Regions from separate parts of the Oryctolagus cuniculus genome. Here region 2 is linked to region 1. A link is a contact called in public Hi-C data. All regions are on one chromosome and are shown on one strand. Each heading gives the region's core, a stretch centred on a gene start, on an enhancer-like site or on the middle of the called end of the contact. The rest is flanking DNA. Distances are from core to core; before and after follow the strand shown.

Region 1 (3,533 bases), core at 410-2,909:
CTCTCCCTGGGCACTGATGGGGCCCCGCGGGCGGATGTCAACATTCTGTGATGCCAACACAGCACTCCTGGCATCAGCCTGAACAACTACAGCTGGAAAATTCTACCACCCCGTGTGCCCCCTCCCTGATCCCTCTTGTCTGCAAAGTGCGGTGCGCCAGGTCAAACGGTGAAGGGGTGAGGTGTGCCTTTAACTTCTCTGTCCCCCACCCCTGGGCCTTGCTATGGATCCCCTCGCTTCCAGCAGCGGTCCCTGTTCTGTTCTGCTCGGGAGCCCGAGATGCGGTGCCACTCATCCCATCCCTCACTGGCGACACAGGAGGAGCAGCGGAGTCTCCCAGCCCCCACACCACAGCAGCTTCACAACTTTGAGGGTTTCTCTCAATGAAACCTACCTGAGCACCCCCAGCCACAGTGATAAGGATCAGCAGGGATGTGCAGCCCTGGATCTACAAGATGTTTAAATGACAACAGTCTCGAGCAACAAGAAATTCTCCCTACTGATCACCAGCGCCAACCTTCCCAGGTATTTAAACACAATTGTTTTTTAACATTTTTTTGTTTGTTTTGTAAGTCAGAATACAGAAAGAGAGGGAGAGGCAAAGATCTTTCATTTGCTGGTTCACTCCCAAGATGGGCACAATATCCAGGGCTGGGCCAGGCCAAACCCAGGAGCCACGAGCTTCTTCTGGTTCTCCCATGTGGGTGCAGGGAGCCAAGTACTTGGGTCATCTCCTGCTGCTTTCCCAGGCACATTAGCAGGAAGCTGGATTGGAAGTGGAGCAGCTGGGACATGAACTGGCTCCCAGATGGGATGCCAGCATCACAGGCAATGTCTTAACCCACTGCACCACAATGGTGGAGTTTGTAATCAATAGTAAGTCAGGTCTTGTGGCATCCAAGTCCTGTCTCAAACTGTAGCAGAACTTAACAGCTGTATGGTGCTCAGTAGTTGCTAAAAGGCCTGTGGATAGTGGGTTACACCACTGCTTGTAACGCCTACATCTCATATTGGGACACTAGTTTGAGTCCTTGCAGCTCCTCTTCCAATCCAGTATTCCTGCTAATATGCCCAGAAAGGCAGCAAGAGATGGTCCAAGGGCTTGGGCCCTAGCTACCCACCTGAGAGACCCGGATGGAGTTGCTGGCTCCTTGTTTTGGCCTGGCCCAGCCCTGGCTATTGTGGCCATTTGGGGAGTGAACCAACAGATGGAAGATCTCTCTGTGTCTCTGTCTCTCTTCCTGTGTTGTTTTCAAATAAATAAATAAGTCTTTAAAAACTAAAAAAGGGCTGATGTTTTCCCTCAATTTCAGTCCCGTTGCCACTGTAGTGTTCTCCCACCTGGCAGGGCCTGCAGAGCCTCCCCCCTCCCCGCCTTCTTACCCAAGGACCAGGCTGGAGGGGCTGAGCTGTGTGGGGGATCTGTGGGTGGAAGTGCGATCCAGGTCGGAGGCACTTGCAGCCTGGAAACCTCTCCCTGTCTCTGTCGCCAGGGCAGGCAGGGAGGGTTATTTTTAAATCCTGAGGTTGCAGCATCTGATGGCCCAGACCCCGAGAGAACCTGCCAAGCAACTAGCCCAAGAGGTGTCGGAATGCGGCCTCCAGAAACCAGAGCTGGGCAGCAGGGAGTGTTTTTGCACCAGCTGCTTCTGTGTACCGTGGGGTCCTGCGAGGTCGCCATGACCTTTACCACCAGCCTGGGCCTAACCTGAGCTGGGGCGGGGCATCGCCAGGGAGCAGAGGAGCCACACCCTCCTGGCATGTAAGGATGTCCCGCCCTCGGCCATCCTCACCCCCAACCCAGCCCGGGGGGCACTTTGGGGGTGTCCTGTTCTTCCATATTCATGGTGGAAACTGAGACAAGCAAAAAGGCACAAAACAACCTGTGAGCTTTCCGTCGCCCCCTCCCACTATAGATGGGTGGGGACAGGCACCTGTTAATGTTTGAGCCGTGTTTCTCCTGCCTTTTTTCTATGCATATTTATACATATTTTATTTTTCAAACACCCTTTTCAAAGGTCTTTATTTTTCAAATTTTTTCAATCCCACGGTGGAATCCCACCCAAGGCCAAGCACTGAGGGAGCCAGGAAGACCCCTCCTTCGGAAAGAGCCTCCCATTTAGAGGAGTCCGATCATCTCCAATTGAGGGCCTACAGTCCCAGGGCAGGGGTGGCCAGGCGGTGACAGGGGACACACTCAGCACAGCAGTGTCCAGTAAAAGCACCTTTCTTCCCGTCCCCACCTGGCCCAGCAGGTGTCCTAGTGCCCACGTTAGGCTTCGGCCTCAGGGGTCACCCGGGTCAGAAAATCACTGGTGGGCTGGAGAGGAGGAAGCTTGGGTTTGAATCCTGCTCTGCCTCGCGAAATAACTGTGTGAGGCTGGGCAAGCCGTTTAACTCACGTGTGTCGGATTTCCTCATTTGGGAAAGAGGGATGGAAACAGGGAAAGAGGGATGAAAACAACTCACGTCCTAGCCTCGGTGGGAGAATTCGATGAGACAAATAGGCGGAGTTCTTGGAAGAGGGCCCAGCACACAGTAAGTGCTCAACACACATTGGTGCTGCTTCTGCTACTGTTACTATTTTTTTCCAACTCTTTGGAAGGCTGTCCTGTGGTTCAGGCCTCTCTAGTTTTCTGTATCCCTCCAGCAAGTGAATGAACTCGCTCCTACTTCATCTCAGAGAGACGTGGAAGGCACGCAGGGGATGAGACAGGAGTGACTGCAGCCACGTGGATACTGGAGAGGCGGGCATTGGGCTAAAAGCCCAGCCGCTTCACCTGGACACTGCCGATCACGTGACTGCAGTTGCTAAGAGTCAGTGGTCATCACGCTGGCGCTCCCACAGGGGTGCGTGTCTGACAACTTCTGTAGCAATAGACACACATGAAGTACACATCCTGGAGGGACCGCTAGCCCTCCGTTTTACTTTCATACTCTGAGCTGGGGAATCGATATTTTATATGACATTCATGAATATGTTTTGTTAATCAAGACACCAAAGCCACTGAAAATGCACCCCCAGGTGGGCGTTCGGCTGCTTCCTGGGACACCCACATCCCATGGCCGAGCTCCTACCTTCAAGTCTTGGCTCCACTTTTGACTCCAGCTTCCTGCTGATGCACACCCTGGGAGGCAGCAGGTGACGGCTCAAGTCCATGATTTGCTGTCCCCCACATGGGAGACCCAGATGGAGTTCCCATTCTTAGCTTTGACCTGGTTGTGACGGGCACTGGGGGAGTGAACCAGATGGCAGATCTTTCAAATAAATGAAATAACTAAATTGCAAAACTTTAAATGCATCCCCCTGGAGACACACTGCAGAGAGAAGCCGTGGCTGGTCTGTAACAGGGTTTTCACATTCCCGGCCACTGGCAACATGCAGCATTCCCAGCTGACAGGTGAAGAGGACACAGATCAGACACACTCAGTGGCACCGGGTGCCAGGCACCCCCTCCCTTTTGCCCTTCCCGCCAGTAACGGCTCCCAACCCTTGCTGTGGAAAGTACTTGTCCTGTCTGTGCCAACCCAAC
Region 2 (3,533 bases), core at 606-3,105, 150 kb before region 1:
GTATCACCTTCCCAAGCAGACCGTAAGGGCTGGACTAAGATTTCCTTAGGAGCAAGGAAGGCTCAGGGTATCCCTGTGTGCCCATGGGAAGCTCAGTCTTCTAAGCAAAACTCACCACTGTGTCATTTCTTCAATTAAGCGACCAGGCCCTTTGTACCTTAACTGTACTCACCACCACCACCACACACGCGCGTGCACACACACACAAACCCAGAACTTACACTCACTGAAGGTGGCAAAAAGGAAATAAAGGAGACTAGGCATTCTCTGCGTGCACAAACCTTGGTGATGATACCTCGGGAGGTTTTCTGCCACCACGGAGTCAAGGCTCACCTCCAGACTCCACTTTCGGGTGCTCTATTCTCCCAGCTTCTCACCCACCCACCTCTACTTCCAGGAGGATGAAGAAGAGGAGAAACAGAGAGAGAAACGGGTGAAATATCATGTGTGCAGCAGCAGCAGCAGCAGCCGAAGGGGCATCCAGTGCTCTGGGCTACGTGCATGTGTTCAGCACAAGGAGGCAACCCTTCTCCATTGCTTTCAGGCCCCTATGGAGACCCCCAGAGTAGCCGCTGGGGCGCGCGAGGTGAGGGAGGCGGTGTGAGCGTGCACTTACGTCGGTGGCCTTTTTCTCTGCCAGCTCCAGCTTCTCCTGGGCATCTTTGAGAGCCTCAGAGTATTTGTCCAGTTCATCTTCAGTGCCCTTGAGTTTCTTTTGTAGCGACACCAGCTCATCTTCCAGCTGGGAGTTGGCCGCGGGGTATGGGGAGGGGGTGGTGGTGCAGCAGGCAGCGTGATCCCGCAGGGGCGGGGTGTGGGTGCACAGAACCAGGACAGGGACAGCGGGAACGCGAGAGGGAAGGACAGGGAGGGAGAGAGAGAGAGAGAGAAGAGAGACAGTTAGCCAGTCGTGCTGGGCGCCTTGCCGCGCGCCCCGGTACCTTGGCGGCGGCTTCGTCGGCGGCCAGGAGGCTGTCCTCCGCCTTGTGCAGCTCCTCCAGCACCCGGTCCCGCTCGTCCTCCGACGCCCGCAGCAGCTTCTCCTTGGCCGAGATGTCCTCCTCCAGCTAGGGGTGGGGGGCGGCGGCGGGCGCGGGCGGGCGGCCGGCACGGACCGGGTGTTAGACACACACAACACAGGGGCACGCGTTGGCTGGGGGCCCCTCCAGCTAGGGGCGCCGCGGAGCTGGGGTTCCAGGGGGCCCAGCTGAAGCCAATGCGGAGCAGAGCCCGCGCCTCCCCTCCCCATTTCCCAGGACGGGGCTTCAGCCACGGTCTCAGCCTTGTCAGGTCCACAACCCCCGGGGAGCAAAGCAGCGCCCCGGTGTGCCCTTGGGTGCTTTCTGACGCTTAGGAAACAATTCCAGGACTCCCTTCTTCCGCCCCAGAGTCCCCGCCTGAGTTTGAGGCTTGGTTCTCCGCGGTCGGAAGGTCAAAGACCTCGACGCCCCCCACCCACCGCCCGCCTAGAGTGACACCCGGTCCTGGGACTCAAGTGCCTTCAGGACTCGAACAGACTTCGTGGGCTGTGGGAACGTGAGCAGGGACCTCGGTGTCCCCGGACGGGACGGAAAAGTGAGAATAAGACCCAGGCTGGTGCGTGCCCTTCCCCTCCCAGGCGCGCGCCCCGGCCGCCTCGGCTGGGGGCCGGGATCGCCGGGCCGACGGAGCGCGGGCGCTGGGCGGCCGCAGGGCCGGGGAGGTGCAGACCTGCTTGCTCCTGTCTTCCGCCGCCTTCTTATCGGCCTCGGCCTGCTCCGCTCGATCCAAGGCATTCTCCTTGTCGAGCTTCAGCATCTGCATCTTCTTCTTGATGGCGTCCATGGTGGCGGCGGCGAGGGGCCCTGAGGCTGCGGCGGGAGCGGAGGGAAGAGGCGAGCGCGCTGGGGCTGCCGAGCCGGAGTGCGAGCGCGAAGCCGCCTGCTGCTCCCAGATATGTACTTTCCCAAGGGGGCGACCGCATTCCTCAAGACAGCCAATACTTTTTTGGAAAAGCTTTTTCCTCCTGCCCCCTTCCCCCTCCTCCCTCCGCCCGGGCCCCCTCCCCGCTCCTCCCGCGGGGGCCGCTCGCCCATTCGCTGCCGCCCGCCGGCCTCCGGGTTGACGGTGGATATGACTATATATGGGGACCCGAGCCGGCGAGGCGGCGGCCGGGCGAGGCCGCCCTGTTTCCAAACCTGAGCGCCGGGGAGCAGGCGCTGAGGCCTCGCCGGGGCAGAGAGGCGAACCCCTGCCCGCTGCGCCCCTCCTTCCAGAGCCCGCGCCCTGCGCTCCCGGAACCGGGACAGGTGGCGGGTGCGCGTCGAACTCTTGGGGTCGCCGGACCCCAGCACGCTCGGCGGGACACCGGGGGTTCCCTGGCAGCCTGCGCCCACCCCCCACACCCCTCCACTCTCGGCTCTTAAGTTCTAGGCGCTCTTCAGTGCCTTCGGGCTGCCAGGTGTCATCCAGAGCACGCAGGTCTTGAGAAAGTCCAGCGGAGCGGAGGAAGGGAGAGCTGGGAGGAGGGTCCAGGGGTCTCTCCTGGGACTCTGCTGGTGCGGTCAGAAAGGCAGAGTGCAGCCCAAGGATGGCACAGGACCTCTGTCTTTTGTGAGCTCTTCCCCCAAGAAGAACAATCAAGCACTTTAGGGACACAGGAGTTTGTTGGCTTAGTTTTTCTCTCTCTCTCTCTGCATGTGTGTGTGTGTGTGTGGGGGGGTGTTTTAAGGAGGGTGGGTGCCTGGGAGCTTAGGGGGAGAGAACGTTGAGTTAAAACTTGGGCCATGGGAGCTTAAGGGGAGAGAACATTGAGCTTAAACTTGGGCCATTTGGTCTTTGGTCTCTACTGTGTCACCAGCAGGTGTGTGATCTTCATAAGTAACTCCGCCCCTGCTGCAGTTTCTTCATCTTTCAATTCAGGGGGAAGCGGACCCCTGAGGTCCCTCCAGACCTAACTGTTTGTAAATCAGTGTTTTGCACTGATTGTAGAAAGCCTGCCTCTTTCCTGGCAAGGCAAGGCGCTCCGATGCTGGGTGGCCAAAAACGTGGGCTAAATATCATCCTGGCTAAGCCACTGTGTCCGCAGCTGTACTCTGGGGAGGGAAGAGGCCCAGCTCTGCGCTGGGAGCCTGCCTGGAGGCAGGAGGGCTTCCCTACACCTCTTAATTTTAACTCCACTCCTCCAGTCCCCAAGAAGTGGGGGAGGGAGGGGAACCTGCTCTTTTTCAGAGCTTCAGTGGGAGGGGAGGAGCCACCCCAGCTCAGCCTGAGTGAGCCCAGCAGAGGCAGGGGTGGTGAGGGTTTTGTTAACAGTCCCCCTGGAGTAATTCACAGCCTGTACTGCATGGACACTGAGTATTCCCGGGACAGCACGTCTGAGCAGATCGCACAGGCCAAACAACTTGTAAGTCCTGCAGAGCATGATCAGGTCCCCCTCGGGGATTTTATCTGTTTTTTTCCACTGCCCAGAAAGGACGAAATGTTCAGGACAGGAGATCTGTGTGCGAAGGGGCTGTATGGCACAGACATTCATCAGAGAGCTCCTGCGTGCC

Evidence for each region. Hi-C and Micro-C count contacts between places; a contact is called where the count stands out from the background.
Region 2: a Hi-C map of psoas muscle shows a contact between it and region 1, with 9 times the contacts expected there. The contact joins the promoter of TPM1 here to the enhancer-like site in region 1. A contact is called at or near these places in 5 of 6 Hi-C or Micro-C datasets (ear pinna, embryonic fibroblasts, psoas muscle and 2 more).

What each region holds. Positions count from the first base shown.
Region 1 is chr12:85,912,522-85,916,054 of mOryCun1.1, reverse strand. No RefSeq gene overlaps it. Among named protein-coding and RNA genes, the nearest start is that of MIR190A, 73 kb to the right of the region's middle. Within about 2 kb of position 1,659, at least 1 of the 8 cell types and tissues checked has an H3K27ac peak or open chromatin away from gene starts, as enhancers often do.
Region 2 is chr12:86,061,082-86,064,614 of mOryCun1.1, reverse strand. TPM1 (tropomyosin 1) reads right to left here and starts at 1,855. Exons shown (of 10, transcript NM_001105688.1): 1 at 1,711-1,855; 2 at 617-742. The coding sequence starts at 1,824.